3 separate regions of the Macaca mulatta genome follow, and all the other regions are linked to region 1. The links are chromatin contacts, called in public Hi-C maps. All regions are on one chromosome and are shown on one strand. The core of a region is the stretch at or near the end of the contact, and the rest is flanking DNA. Distances in the headings are between cores, read along the strand shown.

Evidence for each region. A called contact is a pair of places that touch in the nucleus more often than the background predicts.
Region 2: a contact with region 1 is called in a Hi-C map of fetal cortex germinal zone, with 2.0 times the contacts expected there. The contact joins the promoter of RNF121 here to the promoter of ANAPC15 in region 1. A contact is called at or near these places in 2 of 14 Hi-C or Micro-C datasets (blood and fetal cortex germinal zone).
Region 3: a Hi-C map of fetal cortex germinal zone shows a contact between it and region 1, with 4 times the contacts expected there. The contact joins the promoter of INPPL1 here to the promoter of ANAPC15 in region 1. A contact is called at or near these places in 2 of 14 Hi-C or Micro-C datasets (cortical neurons and fetal cortex germinal zone).

The regions. Positions count from the first base shown.
Region 1 is chr14:72,408,172-72,412,650 of T2T-MMU8v2.0, forward strand. ANAPC15 (anaphase promoting complex subunit 15) reads right to left here and starts at 2,561. Exons shown (of 6, transcript NM_001193608.1): 1 at 2,492-2,561; 2 at 1,288-1,342; 3 at 1,003-1,132; 4 at 390-449; 5 at 1-71. The coding sequence starts at 1,122.
Region 2 is chr14:72,221,970-72,226,448 of T2T-MMU8v2.0, forward strand. RNF121 (ring finger protein 121) reads left to right here and starts at 2,269. Exons shown (of 9, transcript NM_001194615.3): 1 at 2,269-2,347. The coding sequence starts at 2,285. XNDC1 (XRCC1 N-terminal domain containing 1) reads right to left here and starts at 1,686. Exons shown (of 10, transcript NM_001374474.1): 1 at 1,588-1,686.
Region 3 is chr14:72,539,602-72,544,080 of T2T-MMU8v2.0, forward strand. It overlaps INPPL1 (inositol polyphosphate phosphatase like 1), which reads left to right and starts at 2,355. Exons shown (of 28, transcript NM_001260839.1): 1 at 2,355-2,678. The coding sequence starts at 2,497. LOC144334325 reads left to right here and starts at 851. Exons shown (of 2, transcript XM_077963642.1): 1 at 851-1,348; 2 at 2,292-2,425. The coding sequence starts at 904. The coding sequence ends at 2,359.

The sequences.
Region 1 (4,479 bases), core at 1,311-3,810:
TCATCATCCTCTGAGTCCTCTTCACTATCCTCATCGTCTTCATCATCCTCTTCTTCCTCGTCATCATAGTGCTGGTGGGCAGGACAGAGCCTGTAAGCCCTACAGGCCTGCGTGGATCAGTTCAAGAACTGACCCACTTGAACCTCTCTCTAAGGCCAATGAATGACCCCCCACCCCAACCCTCCCTCCTTGAGTCTAGCAGGCTGGTGCATGTTCTGCAGGACCTTAATGCTAGGCCCAATGCCCACCCCTTCTATCTCCCGTTTTTACCCTTCACCCAGATCTGAGAACCACAACTGCTCTGGGTGAGAGGCAGGACATTCAGAATTAGAGCAGAGCCTCGGTCCACTGTGGCCCCCACACAGGCCCCACCTGCTAGAGCCACTCACCTCTGAGGCTGGCTTGCCAATAGGAACCAGGTTGTTGTCTTTCTCTGCGATGCTTTGGAGCTGTGGGCAAAGGCACAGACGAAAAAGGCCAGAGCCCAAGTAGGGCAGGTCAGGGGCATGGGACTGGCCCATTCTGCCCAGAAGACGAGCCACACGTGTGGGGGAGAAGCCTCCTCCCAGTTCTCAGGGAGATTCAATCCCTTTCTTGTCATCTGCCATTTATGAACTTGATCTAAATACTTAAACTCTCTGAGCCTTGGTTTTTTCGTATAATTATGGTGAGGATGAAGTGAGAGACTTACCAGCCTAGAAAGTGTCATCTGCTAGATCCTCAATAGTCAAAATTATTTCCTGTGCTTTAGGGAAAAGAGCTTGGGCTGAGTGTCAGCAGCCTGGGCTCTAATCTGGCCCAGAAGTCACATGGTACCCCTGTAAATTAGGGTATGAAAAGATGAGAACCTTGGCTCCCTGGCTCCCAGCCTGATTATTCCCAGCTGAGGGCAAAAAGCTCTTCCTGGGCAGATTTCCAGAATAAGGCTGGGTCATGGCCCACTGAAGGGGGTCTCTGTCTGTGCTGGGGTCTCTGTCTGTGCTGTGCTAGCTGCTCACTCACCCAGGCCTGATGCTGCTGTTCCTGCTGCTGCAGCTCTGTCTCTTCCACACAGGGTCGATCCAGATTAAACCACAGTGTCTCAGTCACACGAGGGAAGAGTGAGGGGAACAAAGTGGACATGGCTCCTAGACTGAGGGAAAGGGTCAAGTGAATGTGTTTTGCTTAGTTTTCGTTTTTAATTTGGTTGTAATTTGATTTAGGGATAGGGTGGAAGACAGCAGGAAAGCAGCCCCTCCCACTAGGAATCAGATAGACCTGGCTTTGAGTCCTGGCTCCAACACTTACTAGCTGTTTGACCTTGGCTGAGTCACTTAACCTCTCTGGGCCTCAATGTCTTCATCTGTAAAATGGGGATAATAACAATTATACCACCGTCAAAGTTATTCTGATAATTAAGTAAATAATGGATAGATAAAGCTGTTTGCAGGTTGTTCAAGGAGGGAAGGGAATGGGAGTCAAGTGTAGGAATAGGAATCCAGAATGCAGACTGGCATTATGAAATTATACAAAATTAGAGGTAGCAGGGTTCTACTGAAATTATCCCTACCTCCTCCATACACTAAAACCTGCTTTTTGCACCTTTATGATGGCCCATGCCACACCCACCCAGTGTCAGAAATTTAGGACACTAACGACCGCTCATAAATCACAGCCAAATGTTGGGGTGGGGGGATTGTAGCATATGCAAGCAGGGCTTAGTAAGACATTCTAGGAGGCATGAATAAGTGGATAAATAAGTAGATGTAAGATTGAATGGATGAACTAACATTATAAGGGTACAATCAGCTTTGAGCGGCTGAGGGAGCCGACCAGGAGTGCTAGATAATCTTTATTAAACTGAGGACAGGCAAACTGAGGCCCAGCGACAGGCAGAGACTGGCTTTAGGTCATACAGTGAGTCGGGGCTTAGAACTCCTCCGTGAAAGGGATGAGCAGGAGAAAAGAATTGATGCTGGTCCTGCTTCTGTCCTAATTTATCTGACCGACCCAGGGCCAGCCGCTGCCCTTCCCTGTATCTCAGATTCCCAACCTGCGTAATTAGGCACGAGAGAAAACACCCTCATGTCCAAGAAGTACTGACAGGCCAGAGATCTCAGCTCGGAAAGCCCAACCCACCGTCGCAAAGCCACCGCCCATTCTTTACTCATTACGCTAATGACCATGCAGTTGACCAACAGAAAGAAAGTAGGGCGGGACTCAAGACAGAAATTTGGCCTTATAGGGTTGCTAAACGCGAAAAAAGCGGGGCCTGGGTAGGGCCAATTAACTGAAAGAAATGCTGGGTGACAGGAAGTGACACCAATGAATGACGGACCTTGTGTGAGGGGTGGGGCTTAGTCTCGAGGAAGCGGCCAATGAACTGGAGCTCTTTAAGGGTTAAGGACTCTCAATATGGAGCTCCTGGGCAGTCGGGTCAAAGGAAATGGGTTTCTGTGGGAGAAGGAATGAAGGGGCAAGGAGACGACGGCAGCCTTGTCTCTGTACTTACCGCGCCGGGAGGCTGCAGCCGGCGGCGACCCGGAAGCGCTTAACTCAGCCTGAGCGGAAGAACCCACCAGAATCCGGGACTCACCAAACGCATGCGTCCTTCGTCTCCTTTTGTTCCCTGCTCCCGCCCACTAAACCGGATGTGACGTTGCATACCTTAGTCACAGTGTTAGGGAAGGAAGTGTGACCCGCCTCGAGGCTCAGCCAATCGGCCTCTCCATCCTGGCCCCACTACTACGGCTACATTTAACCCCTGCCGCTTTGTTCCCAGGCACCATTTGCTTGTTAACCCCTTCTGAAGAATTGTTGACAGCAACCTCTTAGTGCGAGGGCCGTTTGTCCTGCTAATCTAATTACTACTCCAGAAAACTAAGAAAACTAATCTGTTACTACTCCAGAATTGCTGGTTAATGTTATGTCCCTCCTGTCTGTGCTCTCTCAGCTTCAGTTTCCCGTTTGAGCACATTCATTCTTTTTTATTTTTGCTCTGAACAAAAATATTTGAGTTCCTATATTACTATATTCCAGGCCTTGCTAGAAACTGGGGATACATCTATGAAAATGGTGGCTTCCCTGGAAGACCTCACAGTCCAGGGAAGCCAAACCCTGCAGACATGCAGTAGACTCAGTGATCTCTCTTAAGGTTGTCTGTTGAATTCTGACATTGGAGATTATGTACAGACTTGAATGACTAGTCAGCCTCAGGCACAGCATTCTGTTGCTTGGGGAATCTGCTGCCCTCCTCAGACCTGGGCCAAGTCCCCTTAGAGGTCAACCTCGTAACCTCTCCCATTCCTTCGCTGATGCCTCAGTTCCAGTAACCTCTGACTCAGCTTCGCCTTTAGAGATACTCATGCTTTCTGGAAACAGAGGTCCTTCAAACCCAATTCCTATTAAGCTCCATCACTTACCAGGCTCTTCCAGGGACAGCAGTCGTCCACATTTCCAGTACTGCCCTGGACAGATGTGTGAGTTTTGGCGAGTCCTTTTGCTCTCTGAACTCAGCTTCTTTGTCAACCAGCATCATAATCTCTGCCCAGCCTTCCTTCTATCCTGGGCTGATGTGAAGATTGGATAAGAATTGTTCAAGAGGTCATGTACTGTGCATATTGAATGTGATTATATTGCCAAATAGCACCGTTTGTTATAGTTTTTCATTAAAGAGTACACTTTGCCTCTTGGAAATGACTACCTTTTTCATTCATTCAACAAATACCTATTGAGTGCCTTAGTATATGTCCGTCACTATTCTTAGTAGTGGGTATACAGTAGTAAACAAAACAGACCAAAAAGTCCCTCTTTTCATACAGCCTTCATTATGAGAGAGGTAAACAATGAAGAAGATAGATAGATAAATAAATAAAATATGTAGTTTTAAGATTGCAGTAAATGGCCGGGTGCGGTGGCTCAAGCCTGTAATCCCAGCACTTTGGGAGGCCGAGGCGGGTGGATCACGAGGTCAGGAGATCGAGACTATCCTGGCTAACATGGTGAAACCCCGTCTCTACTAAAAATACAAAAAACTAGCCGGGCGTGGTGGCGGGCGCCTGTAGTCTCAGCTACTTGGGAGGCTGAGGCGGGAGAATGGCGTGAACCCGGGAGGCGGAGCTTGCAGTGAGCCAAGATCACGCCACTGCACTCCAGCCTGGGAGACACAGCGAGACTCCGTCTCAAAAAAAAAAAAAAAAAAAAGGTTGCAGTAAATACTGAGGAGAAAAATCTGAGAAGTGGGAATAAAATATTTGCAGGGGAGGTGTTTTATTTTTGATTGGGGGGCCAAAGTCACTGGGAAGGTGACTTTTGAGTAAAGGTCTGAAGAAGCAGAGAGCCTTCTGATATTTGTGGAAGAGCATTTCAGTGAGAGAGAATGGAAGTGCAGAGGGCCTAGAATGGCTTGGGCATAGTGTTCTCTAGGGCGAGTAATAGGTAGGACATGAGGAGTTGGGGAGTCAGTGGAGGGTTGTGAGCACAGGGTCCACACAATCTGAT
Region 2 (4,479 bases), core at 1,019-3,518, 190 kb before region 1:
TATTAGCCAGGTGTGGTGGCACATGCCTATAGTCCCAGGTACTCAGAAGGCTGAGGTGGGAGAATTGCTTGAGCCTGGGAGATGGAGGCTACAGTGAGCAGTTATCACGCCACTGCAGTCCACCTGGGTGACAGAGCCAGACCCTGTATCACTCAGGTTGGGCACAGTGGTTCACACCTGTAATCCCAGCACTTTGGGAGGCCGAGGCAGGTGGATCACTTGAGGTCAGGAGTTCGAGACCATGGCCAATATGGCGAAACCCCGTGTCTACTAAAAATACAAAAATTATCTGGGCGTGGTGGTGTGTCCGTAGTCCCAGTTACTCGGGAGACGAGAATCATCTGAACCCAGGAGGCGGAGGCTGCAGGGAGCCCAGATTGAACCACTGCATTCCAGCCTTGGTAACAGAGCAAGACACCATCTCAAAGAAAAAAAAAAGCACTTGGATTAAAAAACAAAATGAAACACAATACAATACTGTATAGTCATGGCTACGTATAATTTTTAAAAATGGATTGGGAGAACACAAGCTAATTCTAATCCATAATAGTTGCTTCTGGAGAAGATGAGAGGGTAATGGGCTTGAGAGTAGAAAAAACAGGTAAGTTTAACTTTTATTGTATTACCTAGCTTTTAAAAAATGAGTAAGCAAATAAATCATAAGGCCAATAGTCAATTTAGGGTGATGGGTGTACAGTGTTTATAACATTCTCCGTATTAAGTTTCACAAAATGAAAATAATTATTTTTATCTAAATACATGAGATGCCTGTAGATGATGTAAATAATTCCCTGTAATTTTCTGTTGGTCCCAATATAAAGCTGACTTTTTTTCTTTTTTTTTTTTTGAGACGGAGTCTCGCTCTGTAGCCCAGGCTGGAGTGCAGTGGCCCGATCTCAGCTCACTGCAAGCTCCGCCTCCCGGGTTCACGCCATTCTCCTGCCTCAGCCTCCCGAGTAGCTGGGACTACAGGCGCCCACCACCTCGCCCGGCTAGTTTTTTGTATTTCTTAGTAGAGACGGGGTTTCACCGTGTTAGCCAGGATGGTCTCGATCTCCTGACCTCGTGATCCACCCGTCTCGGCCTCCCAAAGTGCTGGGATTACAGGCTTGAGCCACCGCGCCCGGCCTAAAGCTGACTTTTCTAGACGTTCTGTGGACTCACAAGCCATCCTAGATCCATTCACCAGACAGATCCAGGCGGACGCCCAGAGGCGTGTGCACTGGGGCTACAGGCTTGCAAGGTATCGAGTTCACATGCTGCTGAAAAATCAGTTACGAAGGCATACGTAGGGGTGGGGCAGTATGGTGTACAAAAACGAGGGTACGGCAGAAGCGGGGGCCGCAGGATGTGGGTTAGAAAAGTGTGCAGAGATGTATGAATTGGCATGACAGCCTAACTAAGACGCGGAATGTGGGGGCCGTGGAGGTCCCGCAAGGCTCTTAAGCTCTCAGTTTCTGGAGCTCAAGCCGTACCTCTGCTTTCACTGTTCATCGGGAACAGGCTGCTCTGTTCATTTCCTTGATGGCCACCCCTCCTCCCTCTCGGCCACTCCCCTCCCCATCAACAAATCCCAAAGCCCCTCACCCGGGACCGTGGACCTCGCGGAGCCACCGTTGCCTCAGATCGTGGACCACCAACCTATTCTCCCGCCAATTCGGCCCTCTAACCTTCGCCTTCTGACCCCGAGAGCTTCTCTTCCGCTTTCCGTAGCACAGGAATGCGTTCTGGGCCTCAAGAAGCTGCTGTTTTTGAAAATGACTCCTACCGAGGCAAGACGGCAGGTGCTGCAGCCAGGAAAATACATTTGCGTGTGTTTTAATGTTTATTTTCACGCACTACAACTCTTTCTCGTGGAGGGAGCGGAATTTAAACTTCCGGATCAGCCTCAGTGCAGTTTGGGAAACGTAGTTCCTAGTCCCCACGTCTCGCTCCTTGGAGGCCACACTGAGGGAGCGTCGCGAAAGTTGCCCGTTTAGGAACTCTCCCATTTGGCTCTGCAAAGGGAAGAATTGGTTAAATAGTTCCACTGAAAATAATGCGATTCAAATTTCTCATTTTCCAAGAACGCTCCCTTCCTGAAGCTTGGAAGGGCACGGGACTCCTCTCTCCTTGATCCTGAAACGTGCATCAGGTAGATAACCTCCTGATGCCTGACAGGCTCCGCCTGTTTTGATGCCCCGCCCCCTCTGCTGGAGTCCGAGCCGCCGATTGGCTAGGAGCACTTGAACGGCGGAAGCAGCTGGCTCGCGCGGGGACTGCGGTGAGGGGGCGAGCCGTGAAGATGGCGGCAGTGGTGGAGGTGGAGGTTGGAGGTGGTGCTGCTGGGGAACGGGAGCTGGATGAGGTAAGCGGAGTTGAGAGACGAGGAGAGACTCAGCCTGAGACTGAGGGGAGGGGCAGTGAGGTATCGGGAGGTGGGGGTCTTAGGAGAGACGGGAAAGATCCTGAGAGGGAAGGAGCTGACTAGGGGGCGGGTGCGTGGAGAGGGAAGTCAGAGGCACTCCTGACTTGGGGACTCCGAGGCGGCCTTGGGAGTAGAAGACTTGCATTAGCTTCAAGGTTGGAGATGGAGGACAGAGAGAGAGGTCGGAGGGGTGGGGGTGTTAAGATTTTGTGATTACTAGCTGGGGGTCTTAGGGTAGGACCGAAGGGCTAAGAGGTAGTTTGAGTTGGAGAGGCGTGAATTTCTTCAAGGGCTTCCTCTGTGGGAGAGGACTCTGTCTAAGCCTAGGATGGGGGTTGGGGACACAGACCTGGAAAGAGTGCTAATCCACTAGTAGTATAGCTTTGAGTTATCTTAAAGTTGGATATGTTTTGTTTATCCTTACATTCTAAGACTTTGTATCTAATGTACGCTCAGTAAAGTTTTCGTCAACGAATGAAGGAACAAGTGGATGAATAAATGATTGTATGCCGGAGTTCATACATTTATTCACTTAATAAACATTATGACTTTTGCTCCGGATCCTGGGCCAGGTGCTAGGGAGACAAGGGGCTCCTCTGTTGAAGAGCCCACAATCTAGTGGTGGGAGACAGACAAGAATAGTCATTGCATTAAAGATATAATGGTGGCACTGAGAAGTGTGTAACAGTTCAGCTTGGGATAGGGAAGGCTTCCCGGAGTTGCTGAGTTTTAAACGATAAATAAGTGTCTCTCTCTCTCCCTCTAGACTTATGAGTTCCTTGAAGGTGAGCTCCTTGAGATTGTATGTTCCCTTTACCTGTCCAATAGGCATTTAAAGACTGGGATATTAAATTACCGGTGGTCCTTGAAGGAATCACTAGGAGAAAGGAGATGTTGAGTGTGAAAGGAGTGAAGGGACAGGGCAGAGAAGCAGAGAGAGAGGTGAAAAAGGAAAATGAAAAGATTCTGAAGCCAGAGGCATTGAGATCTAGTGGTGTTTGTGATCCTGCACATGCCAGCATATGGACAGAGACATCACAGGAGTAGGAGGAAGGGGATTGGTTGTCAGAGATAGAACCAGGGAGATCTCTGAGGGATCAGAATCTTAGAGGCCCCTTGCTGTGTGTTGGGTGTGGGAAGAGTGGGGAGGATTGGGGATGATTGAAGATGAGGTTCAGAGAAAGGGAGAAGTGGACTTGGGAAGCACTAAGACTTGTCTGGTAGTGGGATGAGTTGGAGTTGGGTTACCTGATTGAGATCATTAAGATGGGAGGAAGGGACTGAGAAATTGGCAGGTGATCACAGCAGGGGAATTTTTAAAGAAGTGTTGTAGTCTTCTGCCTCCCAATCACTAGAGACTATAGGTGTTTGGATATCGGTTGGTTGGTTAGGTGAAGTGGTTGTGGAAATGACCTCTAAGACCCCTTCTGGCTTTTACATTTCTATGATTACAGTTGGCTGTGGTTCAATGAGATATATTTGAAGACACTTTGGAAAGGGTAGATACTGCATTGAAGTTCTTATTTATGGTTTGTTAGTCATGGGCTCTCCCTTGAGACAATTACGTATATCTCAAAGCTTTAGTTGTGTATGTCAGGGTTCATTGAGATAAAGAGCAGTTTTGGCAGAGGAGAAAATAACATTTTCTTTCTTTTCTTTTCTTTTCATTTGAGATGGAGTTTTGCTCTTGTTGCCCAGGCTGGAGTGCAGTGGTGCAATCTTGGCTCACCACAACCTCTGCCTTCTGGGTTCAAACGATTCTCCTGCCTCAGCCTCCTCAGTAGCTGGAATTACAGGCATGCACCACCATGCCCGGCTAATTTTTTGTATTTTTAGTAGGGACAGGGTTTTTCCATGTTGGTCAGGCTGGCCTTGAACTCCCAACCTCAGGTGATCCGCCCACCTCGGCCTCCCAGATGTGCTCAGATTACAGGTGTGAGCCACTGTGTCAGTCTACTCCTGGAGCTAGTGATTTCCTCCTCAAAGGGGAGGCTAACCAACCTCTGAAAGGAATTAGATGCACCCTTTGGGCACAGAAAGCTAACTTGGGAATTAAGGTAGAAAAGCACTTC
Region 3 (4,479 bases), core at 1,105-3,604, 130 kb after region 1:
CTTGGAACTCTCAGAGGAAGAACAGAGCCAATTGGAGAGGGCGGTCTAGGGGGTTCCTGGAGTGGAATATTCAACAGCCTGGAACTGGTCCAGCGCTTTGGTGTCCTTGAGGTGTGGCTGGAAGAGTTAGACACCTTTAAGGGCTTCCTGGGGTCAGGAGCCTCTGGCACCTTTGTCTCCTCCTAGGATTGGTAGATATGCCTATCTTGAGGGGGTTGCTATGTCTTCGCAAGGCCCTCGGGGGCTGGGCCTGAGTTATCTCTGGGTCTCCCAACACCCCTTTCCCTTTGGATAAGTCTTTGTTTGCACACTCCTACTACAACTGTCCCCAGAGAGGCACAGGTAAGCGTCTGAGAACACCCTGCAGGTAGGTGGCCCAGCTAGGACTAGAACCCAGGTGTGCAGACTCCTAGTCCAGGTCTCTCCCCCACTACCAAGGAGTCCCCTCACATCAGGCTCATCTTTTCTTATACTAAAAGGTGGCTGATGAGGAAGGTGGCACAGATTGTTGGATGAGTTATTGCGTTCTGGAGGCACTGTTGGGTGGGTGGGTGGATCTCTTAGTTATTACATTTATCTAGTGTGGAAGGCCCCACAGAGCCCCTTCCACGTCCCAGGCTCTGTTCCAGCTGGGTTAAGTCAATGCATATTTGAAACAGACGAAGGAGCTCGCGGGACTGACCCGGGCTCCGTCAACAGGTTCAACGTAGCAAAGTGAAAGTTCTCTCCCAGGTTAAAGGGATTCTCCCAAGGCGGCCCAGGAGATGGTGGCGGCGGGAGCCCGACTGGAGGCCTGCGCCTTTAAGGAGCCAGGGGGCGGAGGGGCGGGGCAGGAAGACGACTCCCCGGAGACGCCGCCACCGGCTAGGTCTTTTTTTGGGAGGGGGCGGGCCAGACCCTTTTATGGACTCCGCCCCCTTTCCAGCGGCCGCGTCCCCTTTCCGCTCACGGCGTGAGGGGAGGGAGCCAGGGGTCGTTGAAGTGGACCCCGTCTGGGAGCTCCCCGCTGGGCGTCCGGCCCGCGGAGGCGCGAGTTTGCTGACTCGGAGGGAGCCGCTGGGGCGGGGGCGAGTGCTAATAATACCCGTTCGTCCAGCAGCCGCGCTTTACAGTTTACACAGCTGTCACCTTCGTTCCTCCTTAATTAATAATAAAAATAGCCGCCGTTCGGGAGCGCGGGCTGGGCGCCAGGCCCGGTGCCGAGCGCGGTACGAGCCTGGCCCCCAGAGCCGGTCCTCGCCACAGGATCCCCATTTTCCAGAGCGGGAAGCCGAGCTCAGCCCCACGCCGCGACTTGCCCGAGGTCACCCAGTGGGCCAGCGGCTCCCGGACCGAGGCGCGGGGCGGGGTGAGGCGGGGCGCGGTGCTGCCCCCAGCTCCCCGGGGCGGCGCGGGGCGGGGCGGGAGGCGCGGAGGGCGGGGGCGAGCGCGGATGGCCATCTTAAGTGGCCGCCTGGAGCCCAGGGCCGCTGTCCGGGGAAGGGGCGCCGGAGCAGCCCGGGAGGTGGGGGTCTGCGTGCGGCGGCCAGGATCCCGGGAGGGAACTTTCTCCTAGACGGGCCAGGGGATCCTTCTGGCTTCGGACTGCTGAACCCCCGCAAGGCCCGGCCTGCGGGTGTGGGGGGTGGTGCCGAGGAACTTGGCCGAGAGGGGGAAGGGCTCTGCCGGGCTGGGAGGGGCTGCGTGAGGGGCTCGAGAACGTCCCACTTCGTCTGGGGGTGTGTGGGGGAGCGGATCTTACCGCAGGCTTTGCCGGGGAACGGTCCCCATGGAGTTGGGGGCTCAGATCTAAGAGGGGGCTGCATTTCGCGGGAGTTGGGGGCCCTGCCTGCCTGGGTGGAGGGAATGGGTGGGGGGGTCGTCCTGGATCCTTCGCAGGTTTGGGGAACTCGATGCAGCCAAGCTGTACGGGGGCCGAGAGGAAGAGCCATGGAGTGGAATCAGACCATTATGGGGTTTAGGGGTCATATCATTGGGAGAACTGAGAAGCGCTGAATTCTCCAGGAGGTGCCTGGATCCCGAAGTGTCGGGCCAGGATTGGGGGACTTGGATTTCGATGGGGGTTTGGGGACTGGATCTCCTCGGGTGAATGGTGGGGGCAGGATCACTGTGGGGTCGGGGAGGTCCCGGGCCCTGCGGGAAGGTGGGGGCACAGTCCCCGCAGGAGGAGCTGGGGGCAGGGGCGGCCCCGGCTGCGGGCCGAGCGGAGGGGGAGGGGGCGGCCGCCGGCTCTGCGCTCCGCTCCCGCCCCTCCCCCGCCGCCTCTGAACAAACTTTTCTTTCTCTTCAAGTTGAGGCCGGCGCTGCAGGCAGCGGCGGCTGCGCGGCGAACGAGGCGGCCTGCGCGGCGGAGTGCTGAGTCCCGATCCCCGGCTCTGTCCGGCCCACGGATCCTCAGGCCCGGGCCCCGGGCCCGGCCCCAGCCTCAGCCCCGAGCGTCTCGGGGCGGATGGCGCGGGGAGACGGGCGCGGGCGGTGCTGAGCCCTGCGCGGGCCATGGCCTCGGCCTGCGGGGCGCCGGGCCCGGGGGGCGCGCTGGGCAGCCAGGCCCCCTCCTGGTACCACCGCGACCTGAGCCGCGCGGCCGCGGAGGAGCTGCTGGCCCGGGCGGGCCGCGATGGCAGCTTCCTGGTCCGAGACAGCGAGAGCGTGGCGGGGGCCTTCGCGCTTTGCGTCCTGTGAGTGGGGCGGGGGCTCCTTGCGGGCTGGCGTGGACAGGGAGCGCGGGCACGGCGGGGTGTGGAGAGGGCCCGGCTCAGGGTGCGTGGGGCGGCGGGACGCCAGACCCGCCTCCACCCCCTAGAGTGGGAGCCTTGGCTTTCTCCTGGGTCTGAGGAAGAACGCAGGGGCACTTCCTGCTGTGTGTCTGGGGGCACTTTCAGGAGCCTTGAGGGCAGAGGATATGGGGTTCTGCGGCCCAGTGTGACTGTGATGGACGAAACATTCGGGCATTCCCCGGCAGACCCCTTCAGGCATCCTCCAGGTAGAAGTGAGCAGGGGAGAGGATGTGCATTCCACGTTGTGTGCAGTCCCGTTTGGATAGGGACTGAGTGGTGAGCAGGAGAGGGAGTCGGGGCAGAGGGACTGACGGGGTGTGTGGGGATGCCTGGCAGCTTCCTTAGGGCCCCTTTTTGTGCTTTGGGGTTCTGACTGGCCGTGTATGGCTGGTGGGGGCGGTGGTGGGTGGTGTAGAGAGGAAGGCTTGGGGAAGCAGAGGCTGAGGCTGTATGGGACCTTGCCATTATTTCTGAACCAATGAGTGAGTGAGCCCTGGCTCTGGGCTGGAGCCCTGGTTACCTGGCTGCCCTAGCCCTGAGCTATGAGTGCTGAGAGCAGAGCCATACTTCGTCCTTCTCTGAGTGGGCCAGGTCCTGTGGCTGTGCCTGTCAGCCGAGTGTGGTAGTGGTGCTGGAGTGAGTTAGCACTCCTGGTTTTGCAGCCTTCTACCTGCTTTGTACCTCCTGCCCTGCAGTTTGACATTGAGTTGGCTTCTGTGGGCCCAGTGAGTGGGAAACTGGGGGGGCTGCTTTATTTAGATCAGTTATTTAGATCTTTATTTAGATATTTCTTGGCCTTGTGAACCCCCTCCCAAACTCCTGTCTGGCTGTCCTGGCCATGGCCCGAGCAGGGCTCAGCAACGCCCGCGCCCGCTGCCCCACGCCATCCGCCCGGCTTACCCCTTTGTTCTCCTGACATCTTTGGTGGGGGGGCACATTAGCCTAGACCACGGGAGACTTTTTTTTTTTTTTTTTTTTTTGAGACAGAGTCTCGCTCTGTTGCCCAGGCTGGAGTGCAGTGGTGCGATCTCGGCTCACTGCAACCTCCACCTCCTGGATTCAAGTGATTCTTCTGCCTCTGCCTCGCGAGTAGCTGGGATTACGGGCGCTTGCCATCAAGCCCGGCTAATTTTTGTATTTTTAGTAGAGATGGGGTTTCACCATATTGGCCAGGCTGGTCTTGAACTCCTGACCTCAAGTGATCCACCTGCCCCGGCCTCTCAAAGTGCTAGGATTACAGGTGTGAGCCACCTCACCCAGCTGGGGAGACATTTTTAATTGTCACAACTGGGATGGTGCTATTGACATCTAGTGGGTAGAAGGCAGGGATACTGCTAAACATTCTACAGTGCACAAGAGAGTCCCCCACAACAAAGAACTGTGCAATCCAAAATGTCAGTGGTATGGAGGTTGAAAAACTCTAGCCTAGTCAATTGACCCAACAAGGAAGGGGCCCTGTAAGTCTCAGCTTAGGCCTCAAGTCTGAGGCCCAGTAGGGGGAGACTAAGGAGGGACAGACTAGGCAGATGAATATCCCCGAGTCCTGCCTCCCAGCCCCCTCTAAGGCATACCCCCTAATTAGGCTGGGGAGGGAGGCAGGTGCTGGGTCAGCTGTTGAGTGGGAGGGGGACAGCTGAGGCCTGTGTCTGGGTGAGGAACATTATTGTCCCAGGAGGGGTAGAATTCTGGCCCCATTGCCAGG